Regions from separate parts of the Xenopus tropicalis genome. Here region 1 is linked to region 2. A link is a contact called in public Hi-C data. All regions are on one chromosome and are shown on one strand. Each heading gives the region's core, a stretch centred on a gene start, on an enhancer-like site or on the middle of the called end of the contact. The rest is flanking DNA. Distances are from core to core; before and after follow the strand shown. Region 1 holds the start of mrpl4 (mitochondrial ribosomal protein L4). Region 2 holds the start of dnmt1 (DNA (cytosine-5)-methyltransferase 1).

Region 1 (7,289 bases), core at 3,692-6,191, 150 kb before region 2:
TCCCTATAACTCCTCCTATTGCTCCATATAGCCCCTCCCTATAACTCCTCCTATTGCTCCATATAACCCTCTCTATAACTCCTCCCATTGCTCCATATAACCCCTCCCTATAACTCCTCCTATTGCTCCATCTAAGCCCCCTAACCTCCTCCAATTGCTCCATATAACCCCTCCCTATAACTCCTCCTATTGCTCCATATAACCCCTCCCTATAACTCCTCCTATTGCTCCATATAACCCCTCCCTATAACTCCTCCTATTGCTCCATATAACCCCTCCCTATAACTCCTCCTATTGCTCCATATAACCCCTCCCTATAACTCCTCCTATTGCTCCATATAACCCCTTCCTATAACTCCTCCTATTGCTCCATATAACCCTCCCTATAACTCCCCCTATTGCTGCATATAACCCCTCCCTATAACTCCTCCTATTGCTCCATATAACCCTCCCTATAACTCCCCCTATTGCTGCATATAACCCCTCCCTATAACTCCTCCTATTGCTCCATATAACTCCTCCCTATAACCCCTCCTATTTCTCCATATAACCCCTCCCTATAACTCCTCCTATTGCTCCATATAACTCGTCCTATTGCTCCATATAACCCCCCCATTGCTCCATATAACCCTCCCTATAACTCCTCCTATTGCTCCATATAACTCCTCCCTATAACTCCTCCTATTGCTCCATATAACCCCTCCCCTATAACTCCTCCTATTGCTCCATATAACCCTCCCTATAACTCCTCCTATTGCTCCATATAGCCCTCCCTATAACTCCTTCTATTGCTTCATATAACCCTCCCTATAACTCCTCCTATTGCTCCATATAACCCCTCCCTATAACTCCTCCTATTGCTTCATATAACCCTCCCTATAACTCCTCCTATTACTCCATATAACCCCTCCCTATAACTCCTCCTATTGCTCCATATAACCCCTCCCTATAACTCCTCCTATTGCTTCATATAACCCTCCCTATAACTCCTCCTATTACTCCATATAACCTCTCCCTATAACTCGTCCTATTGCTCCATATAACCCCTCCCTATAACTCCTCCTATTGCTCCATATAACCCCTCCTATTGCTTCATATAACCCCTTTATATGAGCACATACTGCTGATACTGTATATCTCCTGACAACTCTACTTACACATCAACAATCAGCACAGACTCTCCCCACTGTCGATGTTTAATGAGGTCAACAAGATACTGAGGATCGGGAGTGGAGATCTCTAGAGAATCAATAACATGGAGATCATCCTGTAAGGGGAATCACAATAAACATGACAGTGATATTTCCAGTGTGGGATACGGAGACGTCAGCGGCGTCGCACGGCGACAGCGGTAGCGGGTACGGCGACAGCAGTAGAGGGTACAGCGACAGCAGTAGTGGGTACAGCGGCAGCAGTAGAGGGTACGGCAGCAGCAGTAATGGGTACAGCGACAGCAGTAGTGGGTACAGCGGCAGCAGTAGAGGGTACGGCAGCAGCAGTAGAGGGTACGGCAGCAGCAGTAGAGGGTACGGCAGCAGCAGTAGAGGGTACGGCAGCAGCAGTAGTGGGTACAGCGACAGCAGTAGTGGGTATAACAAGGGTTAAGTCATACCTGTGCCAGTTTGGCAGTCAGTGCAATTTTCAGACCCTGTACCCGCATCTTCATGGGCATCATGTAGTAATAGCTGGTAGGGCCCCGGGGCCCGTGTGCAACACCCCCTAATGAAGTGACACATAAGCAGCAGAGCTTAGAGAAGACACAACTCTTTATACCCGTAGGTGGGAGAACTGGCAGATAACAGATCATTCTATCCAAGGGAACATACTGTGAGGAACATTCTGGCTAAACCCCCCCACCTCTCCTCCCACAGGGACTCACAGAGAAAGTGGCAGTAAATACAGACTGGGCTCCCCATGCAGCGGATGTAAGGAAGTTATACGTAAGGGTGCAGAGTTATACGCAAGGGGCAGAGTTATACGCAAGGGGCAGAGTTATACGCAAGGGGCAGAGTTATACGCAAGGGGCAGAGTTATACGCGAGGGGCAGAGTTATACGCGAGGGGCAGAGTTATACGCGAGGGGCAGAGTTATACGCGAGGGGCAGAGTTATACGTAAGGGGCAGTTATATGTAAGGGGTAGAAGATAAACGTAGGGGCAGAGTTATACGCGAGGGGCAGAGTTATACGCGAGGGGCAGAGTTATACGCGAGGGGCAGAGTTATACGCGAGGGGCAGAGTTATACGCGAGGGGCAGAAGATAAACTTAGGGGCTACACTATTATTATTCTATCCAGTTACAGAAATGACGACATGAGGAGCATACGCTGGGCACGAGCACTAGCAGCTTTGTCTGTACATAGGCGCCAACCCCACACGCTGCTTCCTCACCTCCTCTCCATAAGGGCGATCTGATGCTCCCCTGGCGCGCTCGCCCGCTTCCCTTCTGCTGCCGGGGCTTCTTCCCCCCTCCTCTCACCTCAGCGCGAGTCTTCACCTTCGCATGACTCTGCAAGGGACCAACAGCGTCACCCTCTTCCCTCTCCCTATACTGTATCATTGTCCCTCTGTATATTAGAGTGTAAGCTCTGCAGGGCAGGATTCCCTTCTCCCAATGGTTCCCTCTCCCTATATTGTATCTGTGTCCCTCTGTATATTAGAGTGTAAGCTCTGCAGGGCAGGATTCCCTTCTCCCAATGGTTCCCTCTCCCTGTATTGTATCTGTGTCCCTCTGTATATTAGAGTGTAAGCTCCGCAGGGCAGGATTCCCTTCTCCCAATGGTTCCCTCTCCCTGTATTGTATCTGTGCCCCTCTGTATATTAGAGTGTAAGCTCTGCAGGGCAGGATTCCCTTCTCCCAATGGTTCCCTCTCCCTGTATTGTATCTGTGCCCCTCTGTATATTAGAGTGTAAGCTCTGCAGGGCAGGATTCCCTTCTCCCAATGGTTCCCTCTCCCTGTATTGTATCTGTGTCCCTCTGTATATTAGAGTGTAAGCTCTGCAGGGCAGGATTCCCTTCTCCCTATGGTTCCCTCTCCCTGTATTGTATCTGTGTCCCTCTGTATATTAGAGTGTAAGCTCTGCAGGGCAGGATTCCCTTCTCCCAATGGTTCCCTCTCCCTGTATTGTATCTGTGCCCCTCTGTATATTAGAGTGTAAGCTCTGCAGGGCAGGATTCCCTTCTCCCAATGGTTCCCTCTCCCTGTATTGTATCTGTGCCCCTCTGTATATTAGAGTGTAAGCTCTGCAGGGCAGGATTCCCTTCTCCCAATGGTTCCCTCTCCCTGTATTGTATCTGTGTCCCTCTGTATATTAGAGTGTAAGCTCTGCAGGGCAGGATTCCCTTCTCCCTATGGTTCCCTCTCCCTGTATTGTATCTGTGTCCCTCTGTATATTAGAGTGTAAGCTCTGCAGGGCAGGATTCCCTTCTCCCAATGGTTCCCTCTCCCTGTATTGTATCTGTGTCCCTCTGTATATTAGAGTGTAAGCTCTGCAGGGCAGGATTCCCTTCTCCCAATGGTTCCCTCTCCCTGTATTGTATCTGTGTCCCTCTGTATATTAGAGTGTAAGCTCTGCAGGGCAGGATTCCCTTCTTCCATTGGTTCCCTCTCCCTGTATTGTATCTGTGCCCCTCTGTATATTAGAGTGTCAGCTCTGCAGGGCAGGATTCCCTTCTCCCAATGGTTCCCTCTCCCTGTATTGTATCTGTGCCCCTCTGTATATTAGAGTGTAAGCTCTGCAGGGCAGGATTCCCTTCTCCCAATGGTTCCCTCTCCCTGTAGTGTATCTGTGCCCCTCTGTATATTAGAGTGTAAGCTCTGCAGGGCAGGATTCCCTTCTCCCAATGGTTCCCTCTCCCTGTATTGTATCTGTGTCCCTCTGTATATTAGAGTGTAAGCTCTGCAGGGCAGGATTCCCTTCTCCCAATGGTTCCCTCTCCCTGTAGTGTATCTGTGCCCCTCTGTATATTAGAGTGTGAGCTCTTTCTCCCAGTGTATAGGGGGGTGTATGCTCTGGGTGGGTGCCTGTGGGACACTTACAATCCTTTTGAAGTTTCTCTGCCACGTGACGACTTGATGGAGAATATCAATCCTAGAAAATATAAAGACATGAATTCTCCCTGTAAATTGATTCTAGGAATATCAGTTCTAATGGCTCCCTGCGAGGATAAACAAACAGAACGACATCGACCAATAAGAAAACCCACCTGGGCGGCACAGTGAAGACGTCTGGGTGCAGATGGACCAGTCCCAGCGGCTGATCGTCGGGGTGTCTGAGAGACTCCAACCAGACCGGCTTGGGGGACAGATGAGAGGGAACAGGGACCCTGCACGGCCGTATGACAGGCTGAGAAACGTCCACCGGGGGGCGCTGGGCTGGAGAATAGACACAGTGTTAAAGGACCTGTTTCATTTATTCCCCCCCCCCAGAAATGTCTGGACCCACTGTCACATCCAATTCTCATGGGGCTGGACCTAGGGTGTCATGGTAACGAGACATGGGGGGGGAGGAAAGTGAAGTTACACCGCTGAATGGGAGCAGTAGATTTGTTACTCACGTACTTTTAGAAGGTCCATCTTTTAAACCAGGGGGCAGAATGAGGTTTGATGGGAGCGCAGACTCAGAAGAAAGTGTGGAGAGAAGCTGAAAAAAAAGGGACAAAGAAAGGAAAGTGAGAGGCAGCTATGAACCAATCACAGCCAGTCTTGTTTAGAATCACTCAGTGGCAGGGGCCAGTGTAGCACAGGGGATTCTGGGAGTTGCAGTTCACTGACAGCTGCAGAAACAGAGCAGCCATAAGTGACTATTAGCGCAATGACCCCCTTACTCGGATTATTAAGGGATGATTCCCAGACCCCCACTCACCGACCGACCTACCCTTCTCCCCGGGCCCAGCAGGAGCCCCCTCAAAAGCATGATGGTTCCCCGAACCCTTCACATCAACCGGCCCCGCAGGAAGGTCAATTCTAAGCGCATGTGTTATTCTCCCGGCGCACGCTAGTGACGCATGAAGCCGCCGCTGCCGCAGCTTTGCCCACACTTCCGCCCTATTCCTGTATTTCGCTCTTGGTCGGTTTTCCCGAAATTTTTTTTCTTGGGCGGGTTATAGGGGATGTTCGTTTTTTTTTTCTTTTTGTAGGGAACGATCATTTGTTCAAATGACTGTAGCAACAAGCTGTGGAAGTAGAAGAAGGTTGTTGGTACTTACTTGCCAATGATCCTATAGAGGGCGCTTCTCAGCTAAAGCAGCAGCCGTGTACATACTGCATAGCGGCACATATCTCAGTGCAGCCTGCAGCATGCACCTCAGTAACCTGATTAGTGCCTGGTGTTAAGGCATGACATAAGGAGACATATCCAGTGTTCTTGAAACAGCCTATTAACCTACTGCTTTATAAGCCAAAAAAATGGAGCCTTGGTGGCAGTCATTGCTTCACTAAAGGATGGCCCGTTGTCATGGTGAGGTTTGGCCAATCACAGGATGGCCCAGTAGGATTGTTCCGTTCATTTGGGCTGGTTCTAAGATAGGACTGGAACCTGGCCTGTAAAAATGAATACACCAATGTGTGTCTCAACCCTTTCTCCTTGTAGATTGTAAGCTCTTTTAGGCAGGGCTCTCTTCCCCTCTTGTATCGGTTATTGATTGCTTTATATGTTACTCTGTATGTCCAATGTATGAAACCCACTTATTGTACAGCGCTGCGGGATATGTTGGCGCTTTATAAATAAATGTTAATAATAATAATAATAATGTTATTCATAGGGAAATAAGATAAAAATATAGGAAGGCCGTTATTTTTAACAGAAAAGTTGGCAACTCTAAGTAGATTGGACCTGTCCAGCAGCCCCTCAGGGATTTGCCTGAACCCACAGATTGCCAGTCTGGGCCTGATTTTCAGTACACAGAGGCCCAAACAGCCCCCCCCATAGGCCCAATAAATAGTGACTGTCTATGGCACCTTACAGCAGCCCCTCTGGCATTTGCCTGAACCCACAGATTGCCAGTCTGGGCCTGATTTTCAGTACACAGAGGCCCAAACAGCCCCCATAGGCCCAATAAATAGTGACTGTCTATGGCACCTTACAGCAGCCCCTCTGGCATTTGCCTGAACCCACAGATTGCCAGTCCGGGCCTGATTTTCAGTACACAGAGGCCCAAACAGCCCCCCATAGGCCCAATAAATAGTGAGTGTCTATGGCACCTTACAGCAGCCCCTCTGGCATTTGCCTGAACCCACAGATTGCCAGTCCGGGCCTGATTTTCAGTACACAGAGGCCCAAACAGCCCCCATAGGCCCAATAAATAGTGAGTGACTATGGCACCTTACAGCAGCCCCTCTGGCATTTGCCTGAACCCACAGATTGCCAGTCCGGGCCTGATTTTCAGTACACAGAGGCCCAAACAGCCCCCCATAGGCCCAATAAATAGTGAGTGTCTATGGCACCTTACAGCAGCCCCTCTGGCATTTGCCTGAACCCACAGATTGCCAGTCCGGGCCTGATTTTCAGTACACAGAGGCCCAAACAGCCCCCCATAGGCCCAATAAATAGTGAGTGACTATGGCATCTTACAGCAGCCCCTCTGGCATTTGCCTGAACCCACAGATTGCCAGTCTGGGCCTGATTTTCAGTACACAGAGGCCCAAACAGCCCCCCCACCAGCCCAATAAATAGTGAGTGACTATGGCACCTTACAGCAGCCCCTCTGGCATTTGCCTGAACCCACAGATTGCCAGTCCGAGTCTAAATAAAGTCTTACTGGGTCCGTTGTATGGTGTCAGAATTGGCCACAACACTAATGGGAGTACATAGTGCCACATAATCCACTAGATGGCGCTACTTTCCCATTCATTAGTGAAAGAAGGAGCAGCCTAAGGGTTTGGCAGTGAAACAAAATGCTGAGGGTTTAATAAAACCATTTTAGCCATTTAAAATGGGCTTTGTGTTTTTTGCCCTTTCCACCCCCTCATCCCTGTACTAACTGAGCCTTAATAGCTAACGATAAGGACCAATGATCAATATAATTTTTCGCTATAGAGAAGGGAAGCTGAATATGTCAATGAATTAGCCCTTATATCTTTGCCCTGGGGACAAACATCAGTTGACCTGCCCTTTGGATTCTGGGAGTTGCAGTTCAGCTGGATAATGGCAAGTTTGACTTTCTTAGGCTTTACTTTATACCCTAGGGAGAGGGTTATTTGCTGGCCTGGGACTAAAGGAGTTAGTGGGGAACACGGTTGCATGAATTGGGGCTATTGGGCACTAGATACACTTCGCTTATTCCTGAGTGA
Region 2 (7,715 bases), core at 982-3,481:
AGGGCTCAATGGCACTCTGCAGCTCCAACCTGGCCCAAGGAAAGTCTCCCATAGGGCTCAATGGCACTCTGCAGCTCCAACCCGGCCCAAGGAAAGTCTCCCATAGGGCTCAATGGCACTCTGCAGCTCCAACCTGGCCCAAGGAAAGTCTCCCATAGGACTCAATGGCACTCTGCAGCTCCAACCCGGCCTAAGGAAAGTCTCCCATAGGGCTCAATGGCACTCTGCAGCTCCAACCTGGCCCAAGGAAAGTCTCCCATAGGGCTCAACCCGGCCCAAGTCTCCCATAGGGCTCAATGGCACTCTGCAGCTCCAACCTGGCCCGAGGAAAGTCCCGATACCAAAGGTTGAATGAATCCGAAACTTTCGTACTCAGCGCGACAATACGATTTTGTCGCGTAAGTTTTTACACAAAGTACGAAAAAGTCACGCAAAATAAGAAAAAGTCGCGCAACTATATGAAACAGTGGCAGAAAATACGCACAATACGATCAATTACGAATTTTTTGTAATTCGTACCTGTCGTACTTTAATAAATAGGCCCCTAACTGAGCATGTACACTTGGTCTGGGTCTCGGTGCAGGAGTGAGGCATTATGGGAACTTTCTTTACACAGCTCAGCGTTTTTTCTTCCTGTTTGGCTTCTGATCATCTGAACAGGTGAAATATGGGGAGACTTAAGGGAACTATTGAGAGAACTGAAGGTATGCCTGCAGCTTGGGATTAACTCTTTATTAGCCTTTCCTTCTCCTTTTATGGCCTTAGATTGTGTATAAGTGGTCACAAAAAGGATTATTTTTCAGTTATTTGTGTTCTTTTCAGTAAAACACCTCTGTCTATCCCTGCCACCTCCTTCTGTGTCTTCTCTAATAAATACGCACAACAGAGACCTTTCCGCACACCCTAGCTCTCCAAAATAGCCGGTGCACACTGCTGGAGGGATCGGCACCCTCCCAAATCCAATGTAGCAAAAAAAGGCAAATGGCACTCAGGACTGCAAGCAAGGGAACAAACCCTTTAAATTTTTATTGCGGAGGTGCAACATTTCGGGGCAAGATTACCCCTTTATCAAGCATGCTTGATATCTTGCCCCGAAAAGTTGCACCTCCGCAATAAAAATGTAAAGGCTTTGTTCCCTTGCTTGCAGCCCTGAGTGCCATTTGCCTTTTTTTTCTCTAATAAATACCTCTTTCTTTCAACCCTTAAGTAATAATCTCGGATTGTCTCCATGCATCTTGCCTGTATGTGTACCTGTTGGATGAAAGCTATTGTATAGCAACATGTTGGTCCTGTCTGTGGGTTTTCTAGATATATATCAGTCTGTATGTGATTACCTGTACATCCAAATTATCAGCGTATCATGATATACCAGTGTGAACTTCATAGCCCTCTGTACCTTGTTCATATATTCAGCAAACTGCCGTTGCCTCTGTTTCAAAATAAATAAAATATTATCAACATATCTCTAGTAGTGAAAGATATTTTTGGAAAACCTATCATTTTGTAAAAATGCGACAGTTATGGCTCAGGGCCACATTACTTCCCATGCTCGTAGCTTGCAGTTTGGAATGGTATTTGTCCTGAAACCTAAATTAGTTTTTACTGATGACAAATTCCATTAATTTACACAAAAAGCAACGTTTGGAATCATTCATTTTAGCTCCTCTGAGGTAATTTTGGAAGGGTTTTAGCAGGGTCAGACTGAATGGGTGCAGGGCTGTCGAGAAGTTATTGCTTATATATATAACTACTGAAGTTCCAGGTTCACTTAATATATTAATACTGCCATTGTTATTGTCACATTGTTATTATTATTATTGTTGTTATTATTGCCATTGTTATTGTACCCCGGCCCTGACACCAGAGAGGGCCCAACTACCCTCACAGCCTTGCTACTGGCTTTGTTTTACCACACACACATTTTGGCGCCAGCAGTTGTCAAGGAAGCAGAGCGCACTCTGTCAGCGCGGCCCCAGCTGCTGTGCGTCATTGCGTCATTACGGCGCCCCGCCCTCTTCCCCCTTTGAACCTGTCGCTGCGTCACACAACACGGCGCGCTGGGGCAGCCCGATAATTCCACGCTGGGGGGGCGGAGTTGAAGTAAAGCAGAATGAATGATCTGCCATAGCCCTCCCCTCCATAATGTGAATACAAACGCCCTACGCTGTCTATACGCACCAATCAGCGCTTCCCTCGTTTTTGTTTCGCGGGTAAAAGCAAAGCGCGGGAGAGCGCGGAGGGGGCGGGGTTACGTGACGGCGCCCGGTTCTTTTGCCATTTGAAAAGGAGAGGCGGTTCCGTGCGGTGGGTCACTGTGTCTGGCTCTGTCGCTCCGCACTTATCACGCCGCTGCTTGCTCTCTCTGTTGGTATAACTCACCTTGAGGTGGCGGGAAAATCCCGAGCTTCCCGCGTTGTGAGGAACTGAGACCTGCCCTTACGGGAACGGACCGCTGCCTCTGACCGAGTCTGTCTCACCGCTGTTATATACCGCCATGCCGGCCCAGTCCGCTTCCCTGGCTCTGCCTGCCGATGTCAGGAAACGGTAAGGGGAATAGCCCGTGTCACTGGTGTTGTACCCCCCCCCCGCTCCCCACCTGGTAACGGAGACATTCCCGGCATGCCATGCCCACGTTGAAGCTCCCACTGTTTGGGCTCCGCAGATATGAGATTATTATTTCCTTGTAGGTGTTGGGGAGCGACATGTCTCCTCCATTCAGAGCTCTGCAATATGGGGTACGTGTTGGTACCCTCTCAGGTCACATGTTTATTACCTGTCAGGTCCAGATATGGGTACATGGACATAAATCACTGATATATTCTCAGGCTTCCTGAAAGCGTATGGAAGAGGGCTGGGTCAGAGCTGGGACTCCTGGGCCCCTACAGTTGGGGCTGGGTCAGAGCTGGGACTCCTGGGCCCCTACAGTTGGGGCTGGGTCAGAGCTGGGACTCCTGGGCCCCTACAGTTGGGGCTGGGTCAGAGCTGGGACTCCTGGGCCCCTACAGTTGGGGCTGGGTCAGAGCTGGGGCACCTGGGCCCCCTACAGTTGGGGCTGGGGCTCCTGGGCCCCCTACAGTTGGGGCTGGGGCTCCTGGGCCCCCTACAGTTGGGGCTGGGGCTCCTGGGCCCCCTACAGTTGGGGCTGGGGCTCCTGGGCCCCCTACAGTTGGGGCTAATCGCTAAGAACCTGGTATGAGGTTCAGGTACATGGTCTGGTAACTGGTACAGTGGGATTATTCACCTTTTGACTTAACTGTTTTTTTAATTTTTTTTTAAACTATCCTATATTGGCAACAGGGCTGCCTCTCAAAAGCTGCCACCATAGCCATAGGCCCTTGGGTGCATATATATATATATATATTGCAACTTTCCATATCCCATGAACAGCTGAAAGTTGTGCTGGGAGTTCTATGAAGACACGTTGACCCTCTTGGTAATCTTTGTAAGAAACACTATTTTCACTTGTAAAGAATACCATAGGTGTTGTATGCCAATGATATACTAACAATGGCACCTATGGGGGGGGCAATTGCAAGTTTGGCAGGCAGTTTTGGAGTATTAATCCACTTGTGGCATCTTGGCTGATAAAGAGGGTGAAGCTTATTAGAAAATAACCAAGCATTGATGTTTAGAGAGGCGCACTGCTGAGAGCTAACTTTGTGCCCACTAAGCCCCAGTATAGGGTATTCAGCAGAGAATGTGACTTGGTGTACTTGTAAACACAACTCTGATTCTGGGACAAGCAGTGTAAAAGTATAGGAACTAAATATCAATGGCAGCTGATCCAACCCTTTGGACATGGTAATGGTGGACATTTGTTATAAACTTGATAAACCACTTAAAGTACCCTCAGGGGACTCATTGAACTTGCATTTTACTCAAAGTATTTTGAAGGAAGTACTGCTACCAGAAAGCAACAAGGCTTTGTAGGCAAACCTCTGTGGGTTGCAAAATGTCCAAAGTGTGTACTGGTTTGTTTTTTTTTGCAGTCCTGCTTATGACATTAACATGAATGTGAAGTTCCCATATGGACTTTGCTTCTGGCTAGAAGTACTTTCAGTATCCTTATCTGTACAGTATCTACATTCCAGTTACAATTTAAAAGCAACATTATGTTTAGGTGATAGAATATGTGTTCAAACATATTTAAATATGTTTGTTATATAGAAGAATGGTCGGTACCATGAGAATCAGCTTACCTGTTTTACTGAAGCGTCTATTTAGCTGCAGTACCACTTTTTCATGTGTACCGTGGCACCACCATTTCTTACCAGTGTTTGAGATATTCAGGCTGTGCAGGTCCTATTGGGGAAACTGTAGTTTCCCAGTTATGAGGTATAACATTCCATATGTGGTGTATATTAAAGCAAAATCTCAAATATTTTTTGTATTTTAGGCTAAAGGATTTGGAGAGGGATCAGGATGGAATGACAGAAAAGGTAACCTTTCTATCTCCCCTTTAAAAAAATATACAGATATGAATCGCAAAGACAAGTTGATATTTTACTTTAGGTCGCCTATGCTATCCTGTAGTTGGTATTTTCACTGGCTGCAGGGGTGGGGTGTTAATATTGCTATGTAGAGATAATAAACTTTAACATTAAGATCTATTTGACTAATGTTTAACCCTTTTGTATGCAATATTTTCAGGAATGTGTACAACAGAAACTGAGTTTGGTGCTTGGCTTCCTTGAAGCAGATGCTAGAAACAAACTAAGTGATCTGGAGAGCAAGCTGAGCAGCGAGGAACTGTCTGAGGTACGTCTCATTACTAGTAACGATAGGAATGCATCTTCTGGTTTGCATTTTGAAATTAATTACTGTATGGGTTAGGTTTGAAGTCAGATAACTATCTGAGCTTTATGAAGCGTTACATGGGCAAGGTATTTATGTTCCCAGGTGTGCACAGTAAAGTAACGTTGGGTGTATGTGCAGTACAGTAAAATTCACCATCTTTAGTCTGGGAGGAAAGAGATTCAACAAAGCAAGTGGTGCAGGGTTTTTTAATTTTAAAGGAATATTGTCATCGGAAAACACGTTAATAGAGCTTCTTCAGCAAAATCCTGCATTGTAATGTTTTCAAAAACATTTTTCTATATTTAAGTTAGAAATTTCCCATGGGGCTAGCCCTATTAATTTCTCAGTGTGCCACAGCCATGTGACCCGTGCTCTGATAAACTTCACTCACACTTTACTGCTGAGTGATATTCTCCCCCCCCCCCAGTAGGTATCAGAATAGCACTCTGTAGTAAGAGATCCAAGTCCGCCTTGGGACTCATCCAGTTACATGGGAGTAGGAGAAACAATAGGTTAGCTGAAAGCAGTTCTAATGTGTAGCGCTGGCTGAAAGCTCAGACTCAGGCACAATGCACTGAGATGGCTCCTACACACCAATATTACAGCTACAAATACATTTGTTAATTCACTGCCATTTTAACTTTCATTCTTGAACTATTTGCTATGTAAACAGTGTAATTTAGAAAAAAATAGGATCCCTTTAAGCATAATGGACAGCTTGATGGGTGAATTGAAGGGTGGTTTATAGGGAGTTCATACTTGCTGTTTAATAGGAAAAAGGGAGGATGTAGCAATGTAGAAAGACACTATTTCCAACCAACCATTTTGCTACTTCTGATGGCATTCTGACTTAAGGCAGGTTTGTAGCCCCTGGAAGAGAATATACTTCACATATGTTAAATATTAATGTGTGAACTACAATACTAATCCACTTGTTTAAGGACTGTAGTTTAAAACAATCCTACCTTTTGTAGGAAGGATACCTTACGAAAGTGAAGGCTCTTCTGCGGAAGCAGTTGAGCTGTGAAAATGGAGACCTCAGCTTAAATGGAGAAACAAATGGGTGCTCTACAAATGGTACCTGCGGCAGTGATGAGGAAGATGTGGAGATGTCAGAGTCCAATACTGCTGGAGTTAAAAATCGCAAGACTAGGAAAAGCAAAACCAATGGAGAAAATAAGAGTAAGCTGCTTATTTATTGGGCTCACTTAGTGGGATAGGCATTGTTCTGTATTTTGTATTCCCACTGCCGTATACCTTAGTCATGCAGCTTTCTGTAAATCTTCCTCTTGCAGAATCGCCAGCCCGTGCACGCTCATCAAGAAGCACTACTGGCAAGCAGGCCACCATCCTCTCCATGTTTTCTAAAGGGTCTGTATGTTCACTCATTGCTTGAGCTTAAAAATTCCTTGGCATTTTTGCCAGGGTTTTAGTGTTAAACTCCATGGGAGATTTGGATCAAATTTTGTGGGTCAGATTTTCTGATCTTGCCATGCATCAGCACAGCTGTAATGTAAAGTCATTCAGATAACATTTGATAATTTGATAACATCTGATGGTATTAGGCGAAGATGCAGCATTCCCTTCCAACATATTATGTTGGAATATCAATTTCAAGTAGTTTACACATCAGATTCTGTCCCATTGTTTCGATCCACGTGATTACATCCAACTTGGGTTGACAAAAAGCGTCCAACATCATCTGTCAAGTTCCAATGGAGTTTAGCCCTTACTAGCAACAGTACTGAAAGCTCTGTAGTATGAAGCTGCCATTGATTGTTAAAATGTTGCTTGTTGATGCTGGGCTTAATACATATCCGGTTCCCTCTGCTTTTCACACTCCATATAGCTGAGCATCTTAAAGGCTAGCCCATTTTATACTATTACATCTGGGCTGAATTTTATAAAAAAAAAATTTTTTTTCCCCTTAGGTCAAACAAGCGGAAATCCAGCGATGAAGAAAAAGACACAGATGTTTCGGCTGATGCAGACCAACCAGAAGAGAAGGTATTATATGAAAATCTAATCACTGGCAGTTGTGAACAGCATTCACACATTTGGAAAAGTTGGAACTGTTACTTTCTGTTGCTTTCTAAAACGTAATTAGTTTTACTAATGTGAGGTGGGGCAATATCACTGCACTTTCTGTCCGTTATCCAATGAGAACCAGTTTTGAGGTGTGGTTAAGCTGAAGTTTTTCTTAACGTACTGCAGTCAAATTCACTTTTCATGAAGTAAATTGTCCTGATTGCTATATTCACTGCAAATGAAATGCCCTAAGTGATGCATGCCTGTCTTGTAGGAAAAGGAAGAGAAAAGAATAAAAATCGAAGTTAATGAAAGCGAGAACGAAAATCGGTGAGAACTAAATTTGTATCCACAATGGCTTCATATAAACACTCCAGTAACCAGTTACATTTAACCTCTTGAAAAGATGCCAGTTCTCCCCCCCCTCCATATTAGATTTGCCTTGTTTCTAGACCTGTTACAAATTCAGCCCCCCCCCTTTTTTTGACACCTACCTAAACAGCCCATATAAAAATATATAACTGATTTGTCTTAAAGGTCTACGGCTGAAGAGAGTAAAAAGGTGAAACCTGTTCTGCCACCAAAAGTAAGGGTTCCTCTGTTTAGTATATATTTTGCGTAGATCTATTTTGGCTTAACATTTATGCTGATAAATGCCCAATCTTATTAGACACCACCACCTAAATGCATGGACTGCAGGCAATATTTGGATGATCCAGACCTCAAGTACTTTCAGGGTGATCCAGACGACGCTGTAAGTAATGACTCTCTAATTGATTTAGTTTTAGTATACCCTTTTGGCTACCATGCTTGAAAATAACTGCAGTAATTTCCTTTTTAAAAGAGTGACATTACCTTAGCCAGTTCTGTAAGGCCTGATCTACCAATCT

Evidence for each region. A called contact is a pair of places that touch in the nucleus more often than the background predicts.
Region 1: a Hi-C map of neurula embryo shows a contact between it and region 2, with 4 times the contacts expected there. The contact joins the promoter of mrpl4 here to the promoter of dnmt1 in region 2. A contact is called at or near these places in 5 of 5 Hi-C or Micro-C datasets (brain, gastrula embryo, liver and 2 more).

Annotation. Positions count from the first base shown.
Region 1 is chr3:137,265,070-137,272,358 of UCB_Xtro_10.0, reverse strand. mrpl4 (mitochondrial ribosomal protein L4) reads right to left here and starts at 4,941. Exons shown (of 9, transcript NM_001017222.2): 1 at 4,876-4,941; 2 at 4,560-4,641; 3 at 4,205-4,373; 4 at 4,038-4,089; 5 at 2,389-2,506; 6 at 1,613-1,719; 7 at 1,158-1,267. The coding sequence starts at 4,914.
Region 2 is chr3:137,116,798-137,124,512 of UCB_Xtro_10.0, reverse strand. It overlaps dnmt1 (DNA (cytosine-5)-methyltransferase 1), which reads left to right and starts at 2,231. Exons shown (of 34, transcript XM_002934338.5): 1 at 2,231-2,544; 2 at 4,397-4,439; 3 at 4,651-4,758; 4 at 5,772-5,979; 5 at 6,093-6,168; 6 at 6,729-6,804; 7 at 7,100-7,155; 8 at 7,363-7,411; 9 at 7,496-7,579. The coding sequence starts at 2,495. LOC105945317 (a long non-coding RNA gene) reads right to left here and starts at 2,077. Exons shown (of 5, transcript XR_004222091.1): 1 at 1,920-2,077; 2 at 1,335-1,429.